Linked DNA regions of Mus musculus: region 2 is linked to region 1. Evidence: chromatin contacts called from public HiChIP or PLAC-seq data. All regions are on one chromosome and are shown on one strand. The core of a region is the stretch at or near the end of the contact, and the rest is flanking DNA. Distances in the headings are between cores, read along the strand shown.

Evidence for each region. HiChIP or PLAC-seq counts read pairs in DNA pulled down with a chosen protein or histone mark.
Region 2: a contact with region 1 is called in an H3K4me3 HiChIP or PLAC-seq map of embryonic basal ganglia, with 2.8 times the contacts expected there. The contact joins two enhancer-like sites. A contact is called at or near these places in 7 of 39 promoter capture datasets (the C10 cell line, the HPC-7 cell line, cranial neural crest and 4 more), 2 of 15 datasets of contacts at CTCF or cohesin (the NIH/3T3 cell line and pro-B cells) and 8 of 115 datasets of contacts at active chromatin or transcription factors (cardiomyocytes, embryonic basal ganglia, embryonic limb bud and 4 more).

What each region holds. Positions count from the first base shown.
Region 1 is chr2:109,940,734-109,944,571 of GRCm38.p6, forward strand. The region is part of intron 1 of Lgr4 (leucine-rich repeat-containing G protein-coupled receptor 4); the gene reads left to right. Among named protein-coding and RNA genes, the nearest start is that of Lgr4, 25 kb to the left of the region's middle. Within about 2 kb of position 2,583, at least 50 of the 459 cell types and tissues checked have an H3K27ac peak or open chromatin away from gene starts, as enhancers often do. A contact at or near this core is called in embryonic basal ganglia, where this site is marked.
Region 2 is chr2:110,190,495-110,194,245 of GRCm38.p6, forward strand. No RefSeq gene overlaps it. Among named protein-coding and RNA genes, the nearest start is that of Gm22997, 26 kb to the right of the region's middle. Within about 2 kb of position 2,122, at least 142 of the 459 cell types and tissues checked have an H3K27ac peak or open chromatin away from gene starts, as enhancers often do. A contact at or near this core is called in embryonic basal ganglia, where this site is marked.

The sequences.
Region 1 (3,838 bases), core at 1,333-3,832:
TCCAATGCTCTCCCAAAAGTCCTCCATACCCTCCCCCCCACTTCCCTACCCACCCATTCCCATTTTTTGGCCCTGGCGTTCCCCTGTACTGGGGCATATAAAGTTTGTGTGTCCAATGGGCCTCTCTTTCTAGTGATGACCGACTAGGCCATCTTTTGATACATACGCAGCTAGAGTCAAGAGCTCCGGGGTACTGGTTAGTTCCTAATGTTGTTCCACCTATAGGGTTGCAGATCCCTTTAGCTCCTTGGGTACTTTCTCTAGCTCCTCCATTGGGGGCCCTGTGATCCATCCAATAGCTGACTGTGAGCATCTACTTCTGTGTTTGCTAGGCCCCGGCCTATTCTCACAAGAGACAGCTATATCTGGGTCCTTTCAGCAAAATCTTGCTAGTGTATGCAATGGTGTCAGCGTTTGGAAGCTGATTATGGGGTGGATCCCTGGATATGGCAGTCTAGATGGTCCATTTGGAAAGCACCTCTTTACCTTGTATGAAGCCTTAGGTTAGAGCCCCAACATTGCAAGCAAGCAATAAATAAATACAATAAAATAAAGCTTCTCTTCTTTACAGAAAGGAGGAGCCTTGGTTATCTTTTTTTTTTTTTTTTTTAATTTCACGAAGATTTAATACAGCATTGAGGAAATGCACAAGTCAAATATACAGTAAACATTTGGCTAAGTCCTTTCTTAGTGAGCATTTGGAGGGTTAGAATCAGGCCTTACGTGGAGACTCCAGCTCTTATTTCCTTCCTGACTTTAGCTCCTCTCTCTCTGGCTGTTTTTTCTCTCTTGCATGTAATATATATATATATATATATATATATATATATATATATATATATATATACACACACACACACACACACACTCAACTATGTTGAAGAAACTGAAGGCCATGGAAATATTACATTGGAAGTTGTCCTTTACTTGTGAGTTTTTATACATTAACCTGCTTAGCAAAAGTTTATGCCATCAGCAAAGTATGCGCTTATTGTACTTCCAGGTGTATTGTTGTATTCAAGGGTAGAATCGGGGAAGTTAGGACAGGGCTTCCTGAGTAATGTGTTCCAGAGCCTTCATAGGCACCAGGATTATACTCCGTTTTGTATTTGTCAGTTCACCTTATTGTCACTAATCCATTGGAGAGGTCTTTATTCCCTGTTAAACTGTGGCACTGATGTAAAACATTTAATTTGCTTAACATGTTGGTAATGTACATCCAAGGTCATGGTTTATAGTTTCTAACCAGGGGTTGGACTCCTGCTCTCTGACTCTGGGCCATGTGCCCTTTTCCCTATGGCTCACAAGTGTCCACAGATGATGTGGTTTGTTGGAGAAGAAAAAAAAAGTCCAAGAAGAATCGATGTGAGAGTGAGTGCCATACCGAAGCGCAGGACTGAGGTCTGTGGGAACAAGAGGAGGCCGAGAAGCTCGCTTTGCTTAGGGAGTGGGAAGCCTTCCCAGCTGAGGTGACATTTGAGCTGGGTCATTTAGTCTTCTGCAGGGCAGCTGCCAGGTTCTGCCTTGTTTGAAATCAGCACATTTACAAGAGAATAGTGGAGCACATTCAACTTGATGGATTAGATTGACAGATTGAAAGTAACTCCCCCAATGATGGCTTTGTTAGGTGTTTGTTCTCTGAGAACTCTACCTGCCACTCCCCTTTGGTGAATTGTGGCAAGGAAGCTGTCACATTAAGCTGTCATTCAGGATATTGGGGGGGGGGCACAAATTATGGGCAGGAGTAGGTATTTTCAGAACAGCCTACAACCCGGAAAGATTATATTTCAGAGCATTTAAAAACGAACACAACAGTCCTTTTTAATCTGTGCAAAAAGAAAATTGGATAATGAAAAGTTAATTAGGCCATGGATCTTTTTAAAGCTTAGAGATTCTGATGCTTATCCACCATAATTAGATGAATCTTTGTTGAGGCTGGGATAGAAAAAAAAAATCAATTATAGAATCACACAATATTCTTACATAGAGTATTCAATTCTAAAAATACTTCATGTTTCTTGGGGGTATTTTTTTGAAATTAGTTTCTAAGAAGTACATTTGATTCTAGCGTCTACCTCCCTGTTTGGCCCTCTACTCGCTCGCTGTAAGACCATCTCATAGATTTTGCGGTTTCTTTCCATTTATGTGTGTTACATTATTGAAAGATGGAAGACACAGCTCTAGATCTTCCTAAATTATGGCTGCTCACAGTTTTATTTCTGGAGAAATGGCTGAACAATACTTTGGGGTTGGCACTCCCCTCCCTAGCCCCTGACCCTGCTTTCCCATTCCCTTCGAACCAACCCTTCTTTCAACCCCCACTCCCCAAGCCTGGAATGGAAAGAACTTGCTTTGTTACTTATGATAATATTTAAGCTCTAAAATTTTAACAGTATTTCAGTTGCAAATAAATGGAAATTGTGTATTCTGTTTAATGTGTTTCAGAAAATCCCTGCCATTTTTTTTCTTTAAATACAAGAAAACAGGCATGTAATGCCTCATTGAGAAAAGCCCGGAGGAGTGCTTTGTGCAGGTCTTAATTAAGGGCTTTGAAAGACCAAACAAAAGGCAAAGGGAAATGCTACAGGGTTATTGTTATTCCACCCATTGGCTCAGCTAGCTGACCATCCATTGGACCATTTTGTCCATTTTGAAACTGAATGACACTTTTGTTCGTGATTAACAGAGGTGAAAGAAGCCAATTATTGGGCCCTCTTTTTCCATAGAACAGCTGCTGTTGGATTTAACTGCGGGCAAATATGGCCTTTTACTCCTGCAAGGATGTTGTGATGACAGTTTATTTTTATAGAACTACGTGACTGAAAACAAAATCTGTCTGACTTTTGTTATGAATATGCCCAGGAATTTATCATGGAAGGGTGAGTTTGTTGAGCTGTTTCTGGAGTTCTCTGTGAAAATAGCAAATATGTAGTGTATAATTCACATGTGCATATTTTAGCATCTTCTGATGTGAGGATTCAGTGTTAGAAATCTCTTTTTTTACTCTACATTTGCAGCTCTCAGCCTTATCCTGTTTAACTTTTATAGGAAACTCATAATTTATTAAAGGTGGGAAGCAATCAGTGGAAGACTGAGTGATCTTGAGTAAGCGTCGAGCTATTCTGATACAGACTTCTTAAGTGGGACAGATGAATCCCAGAGACCACCTACCCTTAGTGGGAAGTCCCAGCTCCACCCTTCAGGGCTAAGAATGAGTTTGGGGGACTCTCCCTTGGGTTTTGGTATTAATGAATGTTTACTGATAGATGCACCTGGGCTTTGGGCATATGGGGGTCTGGGATGACTTCATTGTAATGTTTTTGGATTGTGGGGCATGAAATGGTTCACTTTAGTAAAATTCTAGTTTTCTCAGGTGATCTAAAAGTAAGTCCATCCTTTGCTAGGAACGGAATCAGCATGGCTCTGTCTACTAAGAGAAGGATATGTATATTACTGCCTTGCTTTTGGGAACAGTTTCCCGAAGCTACTTGAGAGGCTGTTCTGGGCTTTCTTAGGTCTTTCTGTATTTGTTGGCAGGAAATAAATGGAACCCATATTCACTTTTCAGTTTTCTTCTGAAGATGGATACATCCTAATCTGATTTTACTGATAAGCACTCTCTGTTGATATCGCCACATTAAAATAGAAAGTGCGGTCCATATATTTGCTTTAATCGTCATTGTTTCGAAAATACTTAGCAGGAGCAGTTTGCTGTGGCTCATGATGTAAGAGAATTTCAGTCTGTCATGGTGGAGAAGGTGTGGTGGAGGGAGCCCCTCAGCCTGAGTCCGCAGGAGTAGGAGGCAGTGGCTTTGTTGAATTGGGAAGTGGAAACAGG
Region 2 (3,751 bases), core at 872-3,371, 250 kb after region 1:
ATTTTAATTTGGAGGGTCTCTTTCAGCCTAGGCTAGCTTTGAATCACTGTTTAGCTGAGGATGACCTTGAACTTCTAACTCTCCTGGCTCCACTTCTACCTTCTGACTGTTTGTGTGACACTGTGCTTGATTTATGCTGTGCTGGGGATTAAACTCATGGCCTTGTGCATGCCAGACAGATGGGTTACCAGTACAGCTATATCACCTAAAAGCCTTTTCAAAAACAAAAAATATTGTTTTATGTGTATGTGTGTCTGCATGTATGTCTGCGCATCATGCCAGTACATAGTGCTCTTGAAGGCCAGATGGGATGTCGAGTCTTACAGATGCTCGTGACCTGCCATGTGCGTGCTGGGCATTGAATATGGGTGCTCTGGAGGAGTAGTCAGTACTCTTTGCTCCTGAGACATATCTCTAGCCACCTTCTAAAAGCCTTTTGAATGAGAGTGTTCATTCAAAGAATTAAAAATTAAAAATCTGGTTTTCTTTTTAACCCATAACAGTCCTCAATCCCTACCTTCTCTTAGCATCAACTTGCAGCCCTCAGCACTTTGTGGAGACCTCTAATATTGATCTTTTGTGTATCCACCAAACATATTTCATTTTTCTGCATATAAGATCGCTATAGTAGAATCAAGGAGTGTGTTCAATGTCATATTGCTGCATAATGAACTACCATCAACTGAGTGACTTTAAACAGCAGTTACTGATTAAGTTTCTGTGGGTTTGGAGTCTGGGTGTCTGCACTGAGTCCTTCATTCAGGCTCTCACAAAGCTGCACTGGAGGTATCGGTTGGGCTGCACTTTCATTTGGAGGCCTCTTTAGTGAAGAATCCTCAGAGAAGGGATTGAGAGCAGCTTCCGCCTGTCTGGGGCCAGCTGACCTTCACTCCTTGATGCTTCCCACAGTTCCTTGTCACATCAGCTTCTCTCATAAGGAAGAGTTATGTGGTTCGTGGGCTGCTTGCTCTCTCATTAGCCAGAAAGCTCTCTAGACTGTATCTGCTATTAAATAAGTCTTACAGAACACACATGGTTGCAGCTCAGGAATTCTGTCACCCTTTGCCATTCCTATTGTTTGAAAAATGTCTCTCCCTGCGCAAGGGAAGTTGAGTGCACATCCAGGATCACTAGGATACCAGTAGGCAAAGACTGTAGAGTTAAGTATTCCTTTTAGTCTTTCTACCACTATAAAGAATCTCTCCTCCCGTGTGTGTGTGTGTGTGTGTGTGTGTGTGTGTGTGTGTGTGTGTGTGTGTGTGTGTGTTACTAGTAAACTTGAGCATTCGTGATTTGGAGTTGAGAATCTCTCAAAGACTATCCATGCGTTGTCTCTGCTGTCTTTCTGCTTGGGACCTCCCCACTTTGATCATGAAGTGAAGGCTGCTCCTCTAATCCCTACATCCTTGTTCAAAGAGGTAAGAAGGGGAAAGGGCAAAAGACACCTGTCAGCTAAGACAGATTCTCTTCATCAGTAAAACAATAGGTTCTCAGAAGCCCTGCTCTGACTCATCGCTCTCATTGACTTTCCTCCACCTTGCCCATATCAGCAGGCAATCTAGATTGTGTCGGTCAAAGGGACACACACACACACACACACACACACACACACACACGCATGCATGCACCAATGCCCATTGTATCGAAACAAAACATGCCAGTCTCAGTCCTTCAAGCCTTCCAGGCATGGGAACATGGGTGAATGCAATGTGAATAGGTTACAAAGCTTGAATGAGAAAACCGTGCGGTGCCTGGCCCACAGCGGAGTGTCCAGTCACCTCTTTTCTCGCTCTCCCTGTTTTTCTTCTACTTTGCTCCTACATCTCGCTTTAAATGCTCTAAACACAGCAGCACTTCCAGAGTTAAGCACCCAGACAAGCAGGCAAGTCTGTATTCAGAGCTCAGAGGAAAGTTTATGAGGGAGGAATGTAATAGCCCCAGCTGGAGCGCCGCCAGAGGACTAGCAACTGCAACACCCTTATTTGCTCTGGGGAGGAGCAGCTTGGAAACTTTTTATGAGATTCCAGAAGCAGCAAGGTCATCGGTTTTACTGCCGTCCTGCTCCATTTGTAAATACAGCCTTTGAATGATAATGTTTGGGCTCCTTGACAAGAGCCGAGGCTGGCAGTTAGCTCCTCTGCAGCAGGGGACAATAGAGTGAGAGATGTTCTGCTCTGTATGACGGTGAGGTATGCAGAGTAATTTTAGACCCTAACAAACAATGGTGATAAACCATTCCTCCTTTCAGAGAGCTTAATTTCCAAACGGCCTCACCATAAATTCCCTGGTATGTATCTGAGGCAGGTAATCTGATTAGTCAGGTCCCAAGAGAAGCAACACATGTTTACTGTCACGCTCATTTTCCAGCCAGCTGCAAGGGTCTGGAGGAGGGCTCTTGGTTAAGCCTGTTTGCTGTGATCCTCTCAAGGCCAAGGAGGGCTGTGTCCTTGCCAGGACCCACATATTCTTTCAAGCAAGAAACCTTTCTCCAGTGACACCTGGTCCTCTCTCTAGCTGCTCACTAGACCATGCCTTTTTTTTTTTTTTTTTTTTTTTAAATCACAAATGAGAGTTTACTAGACTGGACGCAGGAAACATTTGTCACCATTTGGCCAGGTGCTAGGTCTTATGTGGCTTGCAGTTGACCATGGGAACAGGGTCATTCCACCCTTAGGATCCTGTTCTGGCTAGATGGCAGCAGAGGCAAAGGCAGCTTGTGGCACACAGACTCTTGAATGTGCACCTGGTTTAGGTGCTGGCATTTGTTGGATCTGAAACTGCACAATGCCTTGTAGTCACATGAAGCAGGATAGATCTTAAGGTTTTCCTCCCTCCCTGTCCCTGTCACACTCTCTCTCTGTCTATGTCTCTCTGTCTCTGTATCTTTGTCTCTGTCTCTCTGCAAGAGATGATATTGAAAGCAAAGGGTTTAGTGGAGAGTTTGTTTGAAGCAGATGGCAACCTCCTAGACATCTCTTCTCAAAGGAGGCTAGTTAAAAAGTTGTTCTCTGAAGACCTTGGTAAACTCTAGACAAATATCTTCCCTCTTTGGGCAATTAGAGGTTGGCACCTCACTGCCTATCACCTTAGTTAGGAGAAGCCAATTCCATCATTTATTTGCCTTTTTGTGAATATAGACAATTATGCTTCACTAACCTATCAACTTGTCAGTATGTGGATTGCAGAATGTTTCTATGTAGTGAGTTGCTGACCAGTGGCAGTTATATTTAATAGAGTTAAAGCATCCTTGGCCACCACAGAGATCACTGACTTTCAAAATTAAAGTTTTGGTATCTAAAATGCATACATAAGATTGAAAGATGTTCAGCACATATCACTAACTATGCATTACTGCTAAACTTCCATGCCTAAAGTATGATAGATGTTAATATTATTCACATGCTGCAATTAGACATTAGAAAGTATAATTTCTCTGTCTCTTAAAATCAAAGTATAACTATGTTAAACATAAATGTTTAGAGCATGTGTGAATTCTGTGTTGTTGAGGGGTTACATGAAGATGTGTGTATTTGGCCTTATCTTGGGAGACGTTTAGCTTTCCTGAGTCAGGGACTCTGACTGAACCCAAAGCTTAGTGATTGGACTACTCTGGCTTACCAGGGAACCCCAATCACCTGTGACACCGCCTCTCCAGTGCTGGGATTAGAATAACATGCCCTACACCTGTCACTTTACTTTTAACCTTGGATCTGGGGATAGAATTCAGGTCCTTCTGCTTAGAAGAGAAATA